2 separate regions of the Sus scrofa genome follow, and region 2 is linked to region 1. The links are chromatin contacts, called in public HiChIP or PLAC-seq maps. All regions are on one chromosome and are shown on one strand. Each heading gives the region's core, a stretch centred on a gene start, on an enhancer-like site or on the middle of the called end of the contact. The rest is flanking DNA. Distances are from core to core; before and after follow the strand shown.

Region 1 (4,054 bases), core at 563-3,062:
AAATGTATGTGCCATCTTGTTCAAAATCGCTATATTCTAAAAATCCTCTTTTCTGACCACTGTGTTCTCTCCTTCACTGCCTCTACTTCCCCACTGATGCTAAATCTCTTCAATCTCTGGATTTTATAATACTTAGGTCAGAGGTCTCAAATTGGCAGCTTCTGCCACATGATTTGACTAATTTTGATTTCAAAATGTTTTGAAAATTTTCTGAATTAGTGGTCAACATTTAAAAATCATGAGATTTGGAGCTACTGTTGTGCTTCAGTGAGTTAAGAACCTGAGTAATGTCCATGAGGATATCCATGCAGGTTTGATCCCTGGACTCGCTCAGGGGGTTAAGGACCCACAAGCTGCAATACAGGGGGCAGACGAGGCATGAATCTGGCATTGCTGTGGTTAGGCCAGCAGCTGCAGCTCTGATTCCACCCCCAGCCTGGGAACGTCCACTAGCCGCAGGTGTGGCCCCAAAAAAGGAAAAAAACAAAAAACAAAAGTCGGATCCTGCATCCTCATGGATACCAGTAGAGTTCATTTTCTGCTGAGCCACCATAGGAAACCCCCCATTTTTTTTTTAATGAAATAAAAATCATGAGATATCACATAAATTTTAATTTTCAGCTACTTCTCAAAAGTGGAAATATCTGAGGGAAAAAGTGAGATCATATTCCCACATGGAAACACTCAGCTGAAGAGCAATTGATACTTTAAAAAAGGGAAGGAGCTTGGCTGGCCTCTGGAGACTTTTGAGTGTGTGACCTTTGGGGGCCATGTCTGGTTTCTTCTTTTTAGTCTTATCAGTCCATCAGTCACCTATCAGTCTCACCTACAACCCTACCCTACCTAACCCAGACCCCTGAAAGCAAGTTGCTTTTGTTTTTAAACCATATGTATTCTAATCACACAAACACCAGGCAGAGTTGTAAGAACAAAGTTGAAAGTGAATGCACTCTCTGTACTGGGTCTAGGCTCCTCAGCCTCATCTGCAGCCACAATGGCATTCTCTCAATTCCAGGAGCCACACATGCTCTCTGCTTCCAAGCCTTTACACACGCCCCCACAACAAAGGCCGAAGTCCCTTCTCCTAATCATTTTTCACATCTCAAATGACATTTCCTCAGAGACACCTTCTCAGATTCTCCCTAGCAGTTTAGAATCATCCCCCTTTCACATGCTCCCATAGCTCTTTCCCCTTCTTGGTGGCAGTGAATAGTTATACTTTCTCAATGTCTACATCGGAGACAAGGGTCTTAATCTTGTTCACCACTGATTTTCCAGTATGGATAACAGCTGGTCAAGTATTTCCATAAAACTTTCAATAGGTCTCCTCAGCACGTGTTCTTCAAACATGCCCACCCTGTTAGCCCTCACCTCCCCCCATTCACTTTCCCCACTGCAGCTTCCAGAGTAAAGAAAGGTAGGGTATTGAAAACCCTCTTCTTAAACTTCAAATGGTTTTAAGCAGGAGGTGACAGCACCAAATTAGCGATTTTAAAGGATTCTGCTGACTGCAAACTGCAAAATGAAGGGAAAGAAGAAGTGGACGTGGGGAGTTCTGTTAGATTTCGATATATTACTATTCCAAATCTGGAATAACGTGGATTCTATACATCCACCTGGTTTTTCTCAGTTAGCCACACTTCACGATAGTCTCCACGGCTTCATACATAAAGTGGCATTATCACCGCGAAACCTCTGGACCAGCCCCGTTCCCAAATGTTCGTTTCCGCCCCACTGTGACAACCACGACGCCCTAAATTCCCTCGGACTCTGCCAGCTGAGTCCAGAGGCCACACTTGACGCAGCCAAGCCAGTCCTACCCGAGGTCGCACATGGGCCGCTCCGGGGTCAATGGTTCTTTGGAGGACCAAGCAGAGAACCGACTCAAAAGAGTAAGGGGGAGGAGGACAGCTAAGGAAAAAGCAACGAAGACACCCTGAAAGGCGACGTCGAACCAGGGAACCGAGGACAAGGAACAGGGAACAAGGTTTACCAAAGCGAATCCTCGTACACTCCCACTACAGCTTCCCTCTGCGCCTCAACTACCGGCTTAAACGAGCCACGCCACTTATGCGACAAAGAAAACGCCATATTCCTGCGACCAGTTTTAGAAACCACCCGCTACTTTTAACCAGGCAGGCCAATCAGCACGGTGAGGCCTTCAATCAAATCAGTCACATTCCGATTGGCCAATGGCATTGAAGACTCGGCCCTCCATACCCAGCTCTGATTGGTCTTCAATCCCGGAATAGGCGTTAACCTCAGGAAGGAGCTGGCAAGATGGCGTCCCTGGATCGGGTGAAAGTACTGGTGTTGGGAGACTCAGGTGAGCCGCTTAACCCACCTTTGGGGCTCCCGACACTTTTGAGTTATATGAAAATCCTCCCCTTTCACTCCCTCTCCACCCATCTGCGGATGAACTGACTCTGGCGGGGGGCTGACATCCCTCTCAAGGCCCAAAGACTACACTTCCCAGAGGACTTTGCTCTGTTTAAGCGAGCCGCGGCTTCGCAAGTGTTGGGGGCGCGGAGCCCGGGCCTTTCTCTGTTTTTTTTAGGTTTTTACATCTGTCTACCAGATGACCGCAGCTTAGTGATCCTTTGTTTTAAAACATATGCGGATACTGAGTGTGGTATTAGACGCCGTGCTGAGACAAAGTTAGGACCTTTCCTTTAAGAGATTTTGTTAATTAAGGAAATCAAACGTGCGCTTAGGAAACTGTACCAGGTGCTTTGCATATATTGACTCAATCCTGAGATCAGGCCCGTTATCCCATTTTACAGATGAGAAAAGAGAGGCGGAGGGCTGTAAATGACAGAACTGGTTTGAACCGAGAGCCTGTGTGCTTAAAACACTAACCTATATTATTTAGTGAAATAGCAGGTAGTAGTAATCTTTTACGCTCAACTGGGCTTCTTGTTTTCTTTATTCTCTTTAATCTTTTCTTCTTTTTTTTTTTTTTTTTTTTGCTTTTTAGGGCCACACCCAGAGTATATGGAGGTTCCCCGGGCTAGGGGTCCAATCGATCGGAGCTACAGCTGCCGGCTCACACCACAGCCACGCCAAATCCCAGCCAGGTCTGCGATCTACACCACAGCTCATGGCTCCAAACATCTGACACAATGTCTATCAGAGCAAATATCCAAAAGTCAACTCCAGAAAAGCATATCTATGAAATGCAAAGTTACCATTTATTCCAAGTTTTTAAAGAGCTTAGGAATGGAGATAATGAGAAACAGAATGAGAGTGAAGTGGAAAGGGGGAAATGAAAACTTCAGTTCCAGTTGTCAAGTGTCCAAGGTGTCAAAATAATTTTAACACTAGGAGTAAACTGGGCTTAGCATTAAGATGAGTATGACCCTCATCTTAATTTTTCTATTTCTTACAACCCAGCACATAAGAGGTTTTCAATTAAGATTAAAGAGAACAGGAGTTCCCCTCATGGAGCAGTGGAAAGAATCTGACTAGGAATCGAGGTTGCAGGTTCCATCCCTGGCCTCGCTTGGTGTGTTAAGGACCCCAAAGAGCCTGAAAAACAGCCCGACCAAACAATAAAGTTGTTGGGGAGAGGAGATGGTTGAGAACATTTTTACATTGCCTGAAGATTAGTTGAATTACAAAATATTTTACTGAGCATTTAATACTCCCTTCAGAAAGTTGCACTTTGAAATTCTATGAACATAATCTAATTTATGTCAGCTTTAGTTCTTTTGCTTGAAGTGGTGTTGAAGTTAATAAAAGCACTCAGTTTTACAGATAAAGAAAGCAGTGCTAGTCTAAATGGACTTTGAAAGAGTATCACCAAGTAAGATTTAGAACTGGAATCCAGAGTTAACAGTTTTTGATCATATGTAAAGTGAGTGCTCTCTCGCATTTATGATTCCTTTTCTTTTGCATCTAACAATCTCTTCACATTACATTTTGTTCAAACTAGTTGATTTATTCTCCCCCCCCCAAAAAAAATTTTTAAAACCTTCAGCATAACAGGTACTGAATTAGATGCTGGGGCTATAACTGTGGAATCAGTGCGTTATGCAACAGGGTTAAATTGGCT
Region 2 (4,214 bases), core at 1,354-3,853, 240 kb after region 1:
ACCACTGAGCCACAGCAGGAACTCCCAGGTATATCCATTTCAGATACTGAACATCTCCTTTTAATCTATCACTTTTCTATGGTACCCTTGATTAACAGGAATCTTAAATTTTGATATAATCAAATTGATCAACTGTGCCTCAAGTTGGAGAAAATAAAGATATGAAAAACAATGTTTATGCCCTCAGCAAGTTAAAATCTAGCAGAAGACCGACAACTATATGAACAAGTGTTAGACATTCTATAAGAGTATACAATAAGATGCCAAGTTGTAAGTCTATATAATCAACTATTAACCTTGGAAAAGTACCCAAATTTTTCTCAGCTTCAGTTCCCTTACTAGGTAAGTAGAAGCGATTTTTTTAAAAAATACTTTTCAGTTTGTTGTGATGGTTAAATAAAATAAGACATGGCTCTCTTGTTAGTACCTGGCACATAATACCCACTGCAATTCAGATGCAAAGCAGATCCATGAAATAATAATGGCTGCCATTAACAGAGGTCTGCTACCTGCCTGGCACTTTCTATAAGATATTATATTTAAATTTTGCAACCCCTTGAAAGGCATTATTGCTGCCATTTGTCAGATGCAAAAACCTAGGTTCAGAGAGCTTAAATAATTTGACAAAGTCACACAGCTAGTAAATGGTGGCAGCAAGATTGAAAGCCAGGTTTGCTTGACCTCAAATGTCTTGTGCTTTCCACAATGCCAAGTTATTGTCAAAAAAGTTGCTAGAAAAAGTAATGAAACTTTACTTGGGTGCTGAAAAAAAAAGAAGACAAAATTTGAATAGGCAAAAAGAGGAAGGAGGAAAGGAGACCATGCCAGGTCCTGAGGGGTGCAGTTCATGTGCCAGGGATGAAAGTATTGTGAGCTATTAGAGGGCAGAAGCAAAATTTGTACAACATCATGTCCTTCAGTCCCACAACAGAGCCGGGACTGGGTAGCTGGCAGAGTGATGTCTATTTGCTACCTATCTTATTTCCATAACAAGGAAGCAGGAATGCATTGTTCGACTTGTGAGCTTGAAGGAGGAAATAGGGATGTGTCCTTCTGACCTCTCAAGTTTGGGAAGCAGTCCAGCCCCAGGAAGCAGGTTTTCTGCTTTTCCAGAAACTGTAAAGCTGCAGTCAGTTTTATACAAGCAGACTCTCCAACTCTGTCTGTGACTGGTAGGGTATGTTTCGTTCTGGGGTGAAGGACAATCAGCAGATCCTTGTCCCTGCAGATCTAAAGCCATAACCACCATTCTGGTTTAAACCAGGGACAAAGCTGCCATTTTGCTCACTGCCAGTCTGACTCCTGCAGCTATCTCAATGGATTCTGAACTTGAGTGGGCAATATGTGTGTTATTTGAACCCCCTAAGACCACAACAGCAGGCCCTCAACAAATCATGGTAAAAGAGTGAATATGACAAGTTCAGAGGACAATGAGAAGGTGGTCCAGTTTGAGCAGAGGACATATAAGTAGCTTAAGTAAGGTTAGATGGATAACTTACAAGAAAGGCTTTTGGATTTGATGTGGGAAAAGAGTGCTGAAAGTTTCTGAGCAGGGGAAGAGCATAAGGAAGACTTTATGTAGTGAGAATACAGCAGTGGGCTGCAGTGGAGACTGGAGGAGGAGAACCTGGAGCTGAAGGGCAACCAGAGGTGGTTTCTAGAATTCCTGAGTGAGGGAGGATGAAGGTCCAGCCTAGGGAAGTGGAAATGTGAATGGAGGTGAAAGGATGAATGTGAGATATCAAAGGGAAAACTGCCAGAATAAGGTGACAACTGCAATCTGAGAAGTGAAGATAATTTTTGGAGGCACCACTTTAAAAGATGTAGATGAGCAAGCCTGGAGGCTGGTGGGAAGTGGGGTTCAGCCTTGGGCATATTAAATCTGAGATGTCAAGTGGATTTGCTCTGGCACCTCGGACACTTTACACAGGATAGGAAAGAAGCCACAGTTGGGAGCAGTTTGGGGAATCAACATCATCACAGAGGCAGCACACATTTGAGGGCCTCTGGGAAGAGTTGATGGAGATGTAAAGCATGAACATGGAGGGTACTTGGGATGACAAGGTGGGAGTGGGAACACTGGTGAAAGATGGACAGAGGAGAGCAAAGAGACAGTGGTCACTCCTGGACTGGAGGGAATGATGGGATGATGCTGCTGGCAAACGCTGGAATCAGGATCTTCTCAGCAGAGGAACACCGGCTTGCACCTTACCCCTCAGGAAATCCACAGTTGAACCCAAAGTAGCTTTCCTCAGGCAGGCAGGTCTTCTGGGCCCTGTACCCGCTTCCTCGCGCTCTTGCGACAGTGACTCCCTGTACCCTGAGCTGTGCGGGTCCCTCTGCACCTCTGGCACTCTACCAGCCTAGGGGGCGACTCCGGTTCCCCAGGCTGCAGGGCCTTTTCCCCCAGGTTACCGCCCCAGTCGATGCCGGACCCCCGGAGGCACCGCCCCACCTGGTCACCGCCGCAGCCCGCGCCCGCAGCCCTCCCGAGATGCCGCAAGCCAGCGGCCTCTCCCGGGAGTGAGGTTTTGGCTCTCCCCCCCCCCCCCCAAACACACCTCCTCCGCCTTTGTTGCAGCGTCTCCCGGGACACCTCCCTCTGCCTCTGCCTCTAAGTCCTGGGGGCCGAAGAGGTGCTAAGCTAGGGGTCTGGCGGGAAGAAGGGTTCGGTGGCGCCAAGGCGCTCACGGGCTCCCGGTAGCAAGGGGTTGGGAAGAGGGAGCGGAGCCGGGAGCCGCGGGGGCCGCTGCAGCAGAAGGGGGAGGAGAATGGGGAGGAGCTGGGGGGCAGGCAGTCCGGGAAGGAGGGGTCTTAAGGGGCGGCGAGCCCAGGTCGGATTTCCTCTGAGGCTGGCGATCCGCGAAGCTCCCACCTTCCCTTAGAGCTCGTTGCAGCCTCCCTGCCCCGCGCCCTCCAGAGACCGCGACGGGACCATGGTGAGAGGAGGGTGTGCGGCGCGGAGCCGAGCTCACTGGCCCGACCCCTCTGGGTGGCCGAGGGCTGCCGGGCGGAGGGGGCGAGCCTTTGGGACCCGAGGAAGTTTCCGGGGTCGGCATGGGGCCCGGTGCCTTCAGTCTCGCTCTTCTCTCTTCCGCAGATGTGGACACGCTGGCTCGCGCTCGCGCTGGTGGCGGTCGCCTGGGTCCACGCCGAGGTAGGTGAGCTTCGGAAGAGGTCCGAACTCAGGCTCAGGGGCCACTGGGGTCTGCGGGTTGCGCGGGCTGTGCTTGCGTTCTCGGGATGCTCTCCCCGGGTGGGACTGGGAGTTTCCATCCGCCGGGTGAGGGGGGCGCTCAGAGCATAAACGCTACTTAGGAAACTTAAACCTTAAAATCAGGCAAAGTAGTTTGGGCCGTAAGCGGGAGCCCCACGGCGGCTAATATGGAGGGAGAGTGGGGAGAGGGAGAGAGGACGAGCTGGGCGGATTGGGACGGAGGCGGCGACAAGAGTGCGAGCGGAGTTCAAAAAGGCGCCTGAGTTCTTTCCTTCACTTAAGAGGAAATTGAGACGAGTCGAAGACTTTTCCCTTTAGAGTCTGTCTCCTGGAGTGGGGGGGCGGGGGTGGGCTCGCTAGAGATTCATCTTTTAGAGGGCAAGTTTTTTTTTCTCTTATATGAAGTAAGATTTTTTTTTCTTTGTAAAGTGCCCTCGGATTTTGTGTTATTGTCAGAGCCAAATAATGGCCTTTTAAAATCTCAATTTTTTCTAAAATTAATGTTGTGCGAGTATGAGCGATCCATTACTCTGCTTTTTGAGGGCTCTGCTTTTCCAGTCAAAGTATTTCAGCGCTTTTTTGGTAATGTTTTCTTTTCGACTCAAGTGACCTTCCTGAGACACTACAAACAAACCAACAAACCCTTCACTCACAAGCCCCTCCATTAACTCAAAGGTTTATGGACAGAAAATAAACAATTCTAAATTCCCTGGGCTCTAGTCTCCAGAAAAGTGAGGTCAGAAACCAAACATTTGATAATTATGGCAGGAAATGTGGAAGGAATTAAAAAGCATGAGGGAGAAGAAATGGAATGTACATTACAAAAGAAATAGCTCCCTGGTGGGTGGTTATTCTCCCTCTTTGAATTTTTTTCTTTATATTACAGTTTAGCCCCACCCTTAGTATCACAGCTTGACTGCCCAGAAAAGTCATAAAAGCCTGCTAGGTTTTCACAATGTTAAAAAATGCACATTATACTGAACTCTCATTAAATTCA

Evidence for each region. HiChIP or PLAC-seq counts read pairs in DNA pulled down with a chosen protein or histone mark.
Region 2: an H3K27ac HiChIP or PLAC-seq map of alveolar macrophages shows a contact between it and region 1. The contact joins the promoter of FSTL1 here to the promoter of RABL3 in region 1. A contact is called at or near these places in 1 of 47 Hi-C or Micro-C datasets (heart right ventricle) and 1 of 2 datasets of contacts at active chromatin or transcription factors (alveolar macrophages).

The regions. Positions count from the first base shown.
Region 1 is chr13:139,607,352-139,611,405 of Sscrofa11.1, forward strand. RABL3 (rab-like protein 3) reads left to right here and starts at 1,813. Exons shown (of 8, transcript XM_021070305.1): 1 at 1,813-2,326. The coding sequence starts at 2,281. It overlaps GTF2E1 (general transcription factor IIE subunit 1), which reads right to left and starts at 2,132. Exons shown (of 5, transcript XM_021070303.1): 1 at 1,994-2,132.
Region 2 is chr13:139,844,643-139,848,856 of Sscrofa11.1, forward strand. FSTL1 (follistatin-related protein 1) reads left to right here and starts at 2,604. Exons shown (of 11, transcript XM_021070306.1): 1 at 2,604-2,939; 2 at 3,101-3,157. The coding sequence starts at 2,937.